Linked DNA regions of Pan troglodytes: region 1 is linked to region 2. Evidence: chromatin contacts called from public capture Hi-C data. All regions are on one chromosome and are shown on one strand. Each heading gives the region's core, a stretch centred on a gene start, on an enhancer-like site or on the middle of the called end of the contact. The rest is flanking DNA. Distances are from core to core; before and after follow the strand shown.

What was found. Capture Hi-C pulls out chosen DNA fragments and counts their contacts.
Region 1: a capture Hi-C map of stem cell-derived neural stem cells shows a contact between it and region 2, with 2.3 times the contacts expected there. The contact joins two enhancer-like sites. A contact is called at or near these places in 3 of 7 Hi-C or Micro-C datasets (blood and induced pluripotent stem cells) and 1 of 1 other capture datasets (stem cell-derived neural stem cells).

The regions. Positions count from the first base shown.
Region 1 is chr4:151,850,474-151,855,787 of NHGRI_mPanTro3-v2.0_pri, reverse strand. All of the region lies in intron 2 of GALNT10 (polypeptide N-acetylgalactosaminyltransferase 10), which reads right to left. Among named protein-coding and RNA genes, the nearest start is that of GALNT10, 65 kb to the right of the region's middle. Within about 2 kb of position 1,792, at least 2 of the 24 cell types and tissues checked have an H3K27ac peak or open chromatin away from gene starts, as enhancers often do. A contact at or near this core is called in stem cell-derived neural stem cells, where this site is marked.
Region 2 is chr4:151,769,413-151,774,406 of NHGRI_mPanTro3-v2.0_pri, reverse strand. No RefSeq gene overlaps it. Among named protein-coding and RNA genes, the nearest start is that of GALNT10, 16 kb to the left of the region's middle. Within about 2 kb of position 1,421, at least 1 of the 24 cell types and tissues checked has an H3K27ac peak or open chromatin away from gene starts, as enhancers often do. A contact at or near this core is called in stem cell-derived neural stem cells, where this site is marked.

The DNA of each region.
Region 1 (5,314 bases), core at 543-3,042, 81 kb before region 2:
TAACAATAATAGTAATAATAATTATTACAGTTACATGCCAGACACTGTTCTAAAGAGAATCATTGAGAATGTGACAGAATCCGCCAAATGTCACCCTCCCATCCAAAAGACCCCTCCTAGCCAAATTCCCTGTGGAAGATGTTCTCTCAACCATTCCTTTCCTCTTCCCTGGACCAGAGATGAAATAACTCACAGGCAGCTCTCCAGATGAGAGGAAAATGAAGAAGGTAGTGCTTATTACAACATAAAAAGGACCAGGCTCTGTTTACTGAGATTGGGAAACAGATTCTAGGAACAATGTGTCTGCTCCAATGTAATTATCCTGTAAGTGGTCGGCATTTTACTCAGCTCCAAAACTCATGAAGAGGCTTCAAAGATGTACCCTGGGGACTGTTTTATCAAAAGGGACTTAAGAAGGGGTAAAGTTTTGAGATTAAACTAAGCTCTTAATTGAATCAGCAAAAACTGAAAAAATTTTGAAAGGGAGTTTTGTGCAACAGCAGGAAAACATTTTGGATATGCAGACTGAAAAGAAAAGAGAGAAACAGATCCAGATACCTGGCAGAATATCTCTGCACTGTTGGCTAGTGTTAGTGAGAGGAGAAAGAAATGAAGTTACCGGAATCATAAACCCCTAGCTTGGAAGAAACATGAAGCTTCCATCTGTTTCATCCTTTTCACTTAATTCACTTACATTTAATTCAACATATCCATTCATTCATTTTTCAATAAATAAAGACCAAGCACCTGCTAAGTGCTGCTGTGTTACGTGGTGGGGACGCAACGGAGAACACAACACAGTCCTTCCTTCCAGGAGCTTAGGGTGCTCCAGCTCCCACATACCCATTTTAGCAGGAAGTCTCTAATCCTACCATCTCCCCACCCCCATGCTCCACTTACTTTTCCACAAAATCTCACGGGGCTTAGCAGCAGAGCCAGTGCTTATACTCCAGCCTATTTGCCTTTAGAACCAGATGAGTTTGGGATTCAGAAGGCCAGACCCTGGTCCTGTTTCTGCCTCCTAGTCTCTACATGATCTTGGAAAAGAAAATTCTATTCATATGTGGAGGAAACTGAGCTCAGGAAAGGCTTTCCTACTCTTGCTCCCCCAACCCCCATGTTGTGTTCAAATCTTGGCTCCCCTAACCACAAGCTGTGTGCTCATAAGCAAGTTGCTTAACCACTCTGTTCCTCTGTTTCATCATGTGTAAAATAGGATGTTGGAAGTCTTTGTTAAAATAAATGTATGTGAAATGGTTAGAATAGAGTCAAGTATATAATAAACATTTAATAGACATTAACAATTATTATTAGAGCACTGTGGACCTGTGGATCATTTTTTTCATAGTATTGATCACTGTTTGATATTACATATTTTAGTGATTATTAGATTTAATCTGCCTCCCCTCATTAGACTGTAAACTCTGTAAGGGCTGTTTTACCTGGTCTCAACAGCTACTTCAGTGATAGGCACATAATAGGAGCTCAATAAATATTTGTTTAATGGGTTAATGAATGAATGAATTTCTTCCCCAACTCATCTCAGATTGCAGAGGAAAGAAGAATCTGAAGGGCTGCCAGAGCATCTGTTCCCGGAGGTTTTTTCAAACAAGTTCCAACAGCTGTTTGTGCTAGAAGCCACCATAAAAAGCATTCTTAAAAGCAAGAGGGAAAGAACAGCAGTAACGAAGAGATCTATGACCCAGCTGGGATCCTGGATCTATGGCTGCAGCAAGGCTCAGGGGAGGGAAGCGGGAGTGCAGGAAGGTAGACGCAGGGGCTGAAGAGAGGCAGACAGAGGCATAATTTTGAACCAGAGACAGAGAGATGCTCAGTGAGAAAGATGCCCAGAGAGAGGCAGAGACAGGCACTGAGAGGCACTCTGTGGTTGACAGAGACAAAGATGGAGTGGGAGACGGAAAGGAGGGCAGACAAGTGTTTGAACTGGCAGCTAATTCCCCAAATCCTTGAGGGGTTTTGAGAGATAGAGAGTAATGCAGGCTTCAGCCTTGCCTGGTTGATTTATGACCAGCGAGAGTTGAGCCACAGTTGAGCTAAGCACATTAGGCGGCTGTGTGGCCTGGAACTTCTTGCAGTCATGCCTGGGACTTCCCTGGAGCAGATCGCAGGATAGAGAGGCTGTCTGCTCTAATGGGATGTGAACAGTTCTCAGAATCAGGGAAATCATAGCATGGAGGACTTATACGTTTGTAATTACCCTCCGTTCTAATTGGGAGCCACACAAGAAGTTTTGATGGGAAAGACTGACCCTGTTGGCTGGGCTTCCTTCCACCCTTCCTTTTCTCCTTCTTCCCTCCTTTCTTCCCTCCTCCCTACTTTTTTCCCTCATCTCTCTCTTCCTTCTTTCCTCCCTCCCTCCTCCCTTCCTTCCTTCTTTCCTTTCTCATTTATTAAGCATTTGGAATGTACAAGGCAACCAGGGATGTAGTGATTAGAGAAGACATGATTCTTAAGTTTTAAAGGGCTCTCAGTGGCACAGCATAAAGAGGAGAAAAGCAGGCAGCAGAATAATAGGTACAGTGTGATACCATTTATATAAACTACTTTTGTTATTTTTATTTGTTCATGATACATGTATTTAATGGATACTTATAAGTATAAAAACAGATTAGGCAGAAATTATCAAAATTTATATCTGAGGTTCCTGGGGGATGAGGTGAGGAGGAAATGAAACCTGGAATGGGAATCAGGGGATTTCATCTTCAGATGAGTGACATATTGCTTATTTTATTAAAAAAAAAGAAATCTGACCTTTTTTTTGGTTATTTTTACACGGCGGATACATGGTAATTTGGCATATACTATTCTTTTAAAGTTTCTCAGAATCCAAAAAAAAAAAAAAAAGCTCAAGAAATTGAAACATTGACTGTAATTCACTGAGACAAGTCACTTTTATAGATATATTCTGCATTAATTTCAGAAGGTGGAAGCAGCAAGGATGATCAGAAGGTGGAACTTAATCCTTCTCTCTCTCGTACCCCAATCCATCTATTCCCCAGTCCATATTTTCAGGAACACATTCCCCAGGATTGATCAAAGAAGCTACTACATACGAAGTCAAATAAAATATGATGCTCATCTTCTAGCTACTACATGCTAAGTCAAATAAAATATGACTCTTACCTTCTAGAGACCTCCCAGAGTCAGGAACTTGGGTTGTTAAGGCAGGAAGGGGCTGAGAATTGGGAGCCAAAGTGAGTAGACTCCTCTGAGCATCTCTGGAAAGGAGGCACTGGCCATCCATGGTCTCTGTCTCCTTAGACACCTTAATTTGTAGGCAGGTGGTATAATGAAAAGAGCACAGGCTTTGGAGTCTGTCAAATCTGGGATAGGGGCTCCATAGTAGCTATGTGACCTTGGGCAAATTACTAAGTCACTGTGAACTTCAGTTTCCTCATCTGTAAAATGAGGACAATAATATTTCCCAAGGTTGCTGCGATGTTTAAATGACCCAGTAGAAATCAAATGACAACAAAGCCCAGCATAGTGTCCAGCAAACAATAGAGCAGCATGGATTAGTCTCTTCCTTCCCAGGAGTAGGATTTCCTCAGTGGGACATCTGAAATATGGCTCCATCAGTCACACGCAGTAAAAGGCCAGAGTCACCAGGACTTCTTTGTCTTAAAAATCTTCCCCCATGGAGAAAGCAGCAATTTAAGTGGCAAAGATGGTGTAGACCTTGGGCCTAAACAAGTCCCATGCCTAGGAGGAGGCAGGAGTGTCAGGATCACAGAACAACAGAGCTGGAAGAGACATCACCAAACCTCACTGCACATCACCTGGAAAAAATTACTCAGATTCTCTCTCTCTCTCTCTCTTTTAATTCTTTTTTTCGAGACAGTGTCTCACTCTGTCACCCAGGCTGGAGTGCTGTGGTGAGATCTCTGCTCACTGCAACCTTCGCCTCCTAGGTTCAAGCAATTCTTCTGTCTCAGCCTCCCAAGTAGCTGGGACTACAGGTGTGCGCCACCATGCCCAGCTAGTTTTTTTTGTATGTTTAGTAGAGACAGGGTTTCACCATGTTGGTCAGGCTGGTCTCAAACTCTTGACCTCAAGTGATCTGCCCGCCTCAGCCTCCCAAAGTGCTGGGATTACAGGCATCAGCCACTGAGCCTGGCCAAATCACTCAGATTCTTAAGCCTCAGATTAGAATGGCCAAGACTGGGGTGCAGAAATCTTTTCTTCTGTGAAAACTCCCCTTAAAATACGAATTAAAAGAATGACATATCATTTTTCATCCATAATATGGCAAACAAAAATTTGAGAACATCAAACATTGTTGGAAAAATGTGTGCTCTTAACCACTGCTGGTGGGTGCAGCTGCTTTGGAGAGCAATTAAAATTGTCCAAACCCTATTGTCTGGGATCCATGTCAGAGACTTTGTACAAAGAGGCCTGCCTGAGGATCCTTGTTGAAGGACTGTTTGAAATAATGGAAAGTTGAGAACAAACAAAAGCAGAGAGGAATGTCTGGATAAACCAGGCTATACCTGTATCTCGCAATACTATCCAGCTAAAAATAATTAGGTGAACCTCTAAATACTGACTTAGAAACAGCTCCAAGAAATATCGTGTTCTAAAAAGGAAATTGCAACATCATACATACAACATGACTTTTATGGAAAAAGAATAACAAACAGGTAGTACTCTATATATTCTGTGGGTACATCATATCCATAAATGTACAGAAAAAGATCTGTAAAGATACACACTAATCTGTTAACTGGAAGGACAGAGAGATAGTGGAAAAGGATAGTTGCGCTTTATATATAATGTCTTAACTTTTTACCAGGAGAGCATATTTATTTGCTACTTACGCAAAAATTATTGAAACAGCTTTATTGAAGTATGATTGACACATACAATATCTTGTGCACATTTAAAGCATACAATTTGACACATGAACACAGCTGTGAAACTATCACTATAATCAAAATAATAAAGATATTTATCAGTTATACCCAGAAGTTTGCTTATGTGATAAAATTCTGTCCAATGACATGTAAGTGCAATTCTGTGGAGAGACTTCTAGAAAAGGCTTCCTTTCCGTTACAAAGAGACACACAGGAAGAAAAAAACTCTTCTTTTGCTGGAGATTTTTTTTCCCTGAGTGATGCCTGGAATAGTGTGAGCCAGCTTATGACTCAGGGGAAAACAGAGTCAACTTGGGAGCAAAACCAACACACATAAGGATGGTGGAGGGAGAAAGTGGAAAGAACCTGGGTCCCTGATAGTATTGCTGAGCCACTGAATTAATTAACCTTGGAGGTACCAGGTACCCTCCTTTGGAACT
Region 2 (4,994 bases), core at 172-2,671:
CCCTCCAAATCCACATGTTGAAGCCCTAATGCTCAGTACCTCATATGACCTTATTTGGGAGTAGGGATGTTGCAGATGTAATTAGTTAAAATAAGGTCATTAGAGTGGGCCGTAATAAAATATAACTGGTGTCCATATAAAATAAGGAAATTTGGACACATGTGCATGCATGCATGTGTATACACACACACACACACACACACACACACACAAAGAATGTCACGTGAAGGTGAAGGCTGAGTGTGGGGTGATGCTTCTACAGGCCAAAGAATGCCACACAAATTGCCAGCAAATTACAAGAAGCTAGGTGAAAGGCACAGAACAGATTCTCTCTCACAGCCCTTTGAAGGAACCAACCCTGCTGACACTTTCATCTTGGACTTCTAAGCTCCAGAGCTGTGAGACAATAAGTTTCTGATGTTAAGCCACTCAGTTTGTGGTACTTTGTTATAGCACCTTTAGCAAATGAATACAGCTACTAAATCCCAATGGCTTGAAACAACAGTTTGCTTCTTGCATATACTATATGCTCATTTTGAGTTGGCAGGGGACTCTGCTATTATTGTTGTCATTGAGGTAGAGATGGTGGAGTAGCCACAATCTCAGTTTGAAGCTTCACAGTCCACAGTAGCAGATTTAAGGTCTGGTAGGCCATTCTTCATACCAGATAATTATCTGGACCAGATGATGAACACAATTAATGTCTATCACAATTTAGAATATCTGCATAGAGAAAAGGAAGATTGGATAGAAATTTTCCAAAAAGTACTGGTTGAGGTGAGGGTGTCTGATTATTGTACTTTTCTAAGTTTTCTAAATTTTTCTATGAAGGACACACATGACTTTAAATCAGAGAGAAGGCCGTTTCCTTTTCCCTTTTTAAGTAAAATAAAGGTTAGGTCAGTTATCAAAGGTTACCTAGTTAATAAGTGGATGGACAAGAAGAACTTTGACCCAATTTTCTTACTTTTCTTTCTTTCTTTAAAGCAATGGGATAAAGTCAGCATTATGTGTAGTGAAATGTTCTTATCCAAAAGGCTGTATATATAAGATGGACAGAGACACCACCAGGTTGAATTTATTGTTGCCTAGAAGACTGGTGATACCTTTGAACAGTGACACTCTCATTTACCATATATATGTCCATAACACAACTTCCACAGGGAGGCTGGTTCAGGAGATGCCCGGAGGGGGTGTCTATTCAGGTGAAGATAGTCTGCGGACATAGAAAATAAGGTAGCTTTTCTATGGATGAAAAATGATGTCTTAGGTCAAGTTCCCCAGAAGGAGATCCTGGAATGATACTGTATTTGCATGTGACTTATTAAGGGAGTGCTCTGAGGAGAAACTGGTGAGGGAGTGAGGTAGCAGAACAGGACGGGGAAGAAGCCAAGCAAAGCATGCTTTTTCGGGCTCAATCCCAGCCTGATCCCATGGGGAGCTCTGGAGTAAAAATTCTACCTTAGACCTGGCCCTGACTTGATGCAAGAGAGCTGGGCTTCCATAGTCCTGCCCTTGTCAGTACTGGCTTTGAACACTTTCAGCTCTCTAAAAGTGAGGGCAGAGCAGATTCGGCAGCCCCAGGGCAGGCCTCTGAAGAAAGTCACAGATGTGAGCCATTAGGAGCGGAGCACACAGAAGCTGGCAGATGGATCACAGAAGGGGTAAAGGGAATCTGAGGGGCACTGGTTGGGGCATCGATAGTGCCCACTACAGATGGGGACTCCCTGAGGACAGAGGTTCGGGCCTTGCAGATGACTTTTGCTTCACAGTGTGTGCAGAGCCTGTGGGAAAGAATGTTAAACAAGACAGAGAACAGGTTCTTAACCTGCTCCTTGCTGGCAGTGGTGGCTTTTGGCCACAGATGTCTCCATCAGCTGTCATTAGGAAGGGCTGACAGATGGTTCAAATCTCTGTGGATGCCTGGGGAAAAAGGATGCATCGTTTTGACCACGTAGGAATTCTTGACACACAATGAGGAATGAAATATGAAGATGTTGAGCGAGGTCCATGCCCCTATGATCTGACATGTAGGAGAAATTCTTGCCCCTTGCCTTCTCTTACTATAAAGTTTTCCTGAGGCTACATGTGAGGAAGTGCACAGAAAAGGCCTGCAGAGAGTCAGACCTCTGTTCCAATCTGGGCTTTACCCCTTACTAGCTGCATGAATTAATCTTTCTGAATCTCAAGTTCCTTACATATAAAATAGGGAACAATTATACCTATACCTATTAGGGCTGTATTGATGAGAGAAATGAAATGTTTTTGAATTTCAGTTTCTTAATCTATACTATAAAGTGTAATAAAATTAATAAATGATGATGATAACTCCTTCTCAGGATTGATGTGGGGTAAAAGAACTAAATATAGCAGATTAATAGGATAAGTTATTGCACCTGGCCTATCCTGGGCATCCTCTACCCCACAACTTTTTTTAAATGTGAGAAGAATGGGTTTTTCCACTCTTGCTGCTTCTAGTCAGGTTACTTTTCATATAGGCTTGGCATCCATTTGCAGTGCTGCACCTTGTAATTTTTCATAAAAATCCTTCTCTTTTTTTTTCCCCAGCCGTCATGAGGTATGGCCACAGCTGTCTCTGGGTGAGCAGACACAGAACCCTCCAGAGGGAGAGAAAACCAATCAGAAGGCCTGCTGGGCCCAGGTGGAATCGCTGTGAATGAGGACATGTCAAGGAACTTATCTTTCTCCTGTAAACACCTTGGACCAACCCAGACCTGTTTAATTTCTAGGCAAGAAGCACAAATTGAATCCTGCACTACATGCATTTATCTCCTCACCTTTTTCGGCAGGAATCTAGATAGGAATTAATAGACTCACTCAAAGAGGAAAAGACATAGTGGGTGCAGTGGAGTCCTTTGTCTTTACGGGGCTTGAAAGGGTGGATCTCTAGCACGTCTAATTTAATATTGGCTTGAGTTAAAGTATAGTAAATTCCAGGCCAAGAAGAAGAAACTAGGATGCCACAGAATGTTAGAGATAATTTAATTTAAACTCCTTACTCAATAGATAGAGAATCTGAGCTCAGGGAGGGGACGATCTGTCCACAGCCATATACCAAACTGCTGCTGGCTGGGCTGAGGGCTATGGCACCTTACTCCTGGGCCAGTGCTCTGGGCAGGGCTTCCTATCTCTGTCATTCATTTCTTTTTTTTTTTTCTTTTTTTGAAATGGAGTCTTGCTCTGTTGCCCAGGTTATAGTGCAGTGGCACCATCTCAGCTCACTGCAACCTCTGCCTCCTGAGTTCAAGCAATTCTCTTGCTTCAGCCTCCCGAGTAGCTGGGATTACAAGTGTGCGCCACCACAGTCGGCTAATTTTTGTATTGTTAATAGAGATGGGGTTTCACCATGTTGGCCAGGCTGGTTTTGGGCTCCTGACCTCAAGTGATCCTCCCGCCTCAGCCTCCCAAAGTGCTGGGATTACAGGCATGAGCCACTGTGCCTGGCCTCTGTCATTCATTTCTGTACCACGGTCATGATTTGTGTCATATTTACACACCCTCGGCACCATTATTAACATGGTCTTAATATCTGAATCGACTGTATTTTTTTATCCTTAAATAAATTCCTTTTGAAAGGAAATTGCTGTGAAGAGAAAACAAGGATTGTTTTCCACAAATAAAAGGTGACCACAAAAAATACATGCTATGAAATGAAGCAATACATTTTAAATATATTAAATTTTAAATATAATTTAAAATTTAAGTTTAAAAGTTTAATTTAGAAGTTAAATTTTAGCAAGGTACTGCTGTGTGTGAAAAGACTGTTCACTCTCTCTGTTAAAAGAGAGATTTGTCATGTTAAAGTGAACTTGAAAGGGAATGGCTTTCTCACCATAGGAGAGGATGTTTCTTAATAAGGTGTTTATGAACCATCTAAAATTGTCTCTCATATCATGAGTGGTCAAGTTGATCAGGAAAGAAAATGTGTTTGCAAACTTCCAAGGAAATGTAATACTTGACACTACTTGGGTTAGAATCCCAACTGTGCCATTTACCAGCCACTGGATCTCCAGCAAGTTATTTAACCTCTTTCTGTCTGTTTCCTTACTCATAAAATAGGAATAATTGTGTATATCATGGATTTATTGCAAGTACAAATAAGATATACATATAAAGCCATAGAACGGCACTCAGCATAGAGTAAGCACTCAGCACCACGTATTATTGTAATTATCATTATTAAAACTTAAAGTGGTATTATGCCCTAGAGCAGGGTTGCAACCTTTTTCTGTAGAGGGTCAGATAGCACATTATTTTACCCTTTACAGTCCATATAGTTTCTGTTGCAACAATTCAATCTTCCATAGTTCCAAGGAAGCAGACATATTGCATACATATATTAATGGGCATAGCTCTGCTCCAATAAAACGCTACCAGAATAGGTGGCAGGATGGTTTTGGCTGGTGGGCCATGGTTGATGCTACAGGGATATAGTTATGTAAAACAAAAAACAGGCCAGATGCTTTGTAGACTATTTTCGAATGAGGTAGCGTCATACTTCATACCTTAGCCCAAATTCCAAACTTTTGAATTCAATCCCATGCACCTGAAACGTAGGTTCTAGTCCAGAAACTTTGGTCTCACTACCTGCTATCATCTTAACTGCTGCCCAAATGGCCATGAGACTAAACAGCTCTTGAACTTGAAGCAGAATAAAGGTTAAAAGCATGGGCTTGGGAATTAGAATGACTTGGGTTTGCTACTCACCCTGCAAAGGGTATTATTTTCTTTTTACACAGGAGGAAATTGCAGCTCAGTGGGGTGGAGTAATTTGCCCAATGTCACATAGCCAGCAAATTGACATCAGTTCCACAAACATGAAATTTGGTTCTAATCCAAAAACCCTGGGGCCAGCTGCATGTCATCATGATGCTTCCTTTTCTTGTTTCTAATTTCCATGATAAAGCGGGGGAGAGCTTGAGAAGGATTTAGAGTGGGAAATAATGCCGATGGCTTAGGACAACATTTTGATC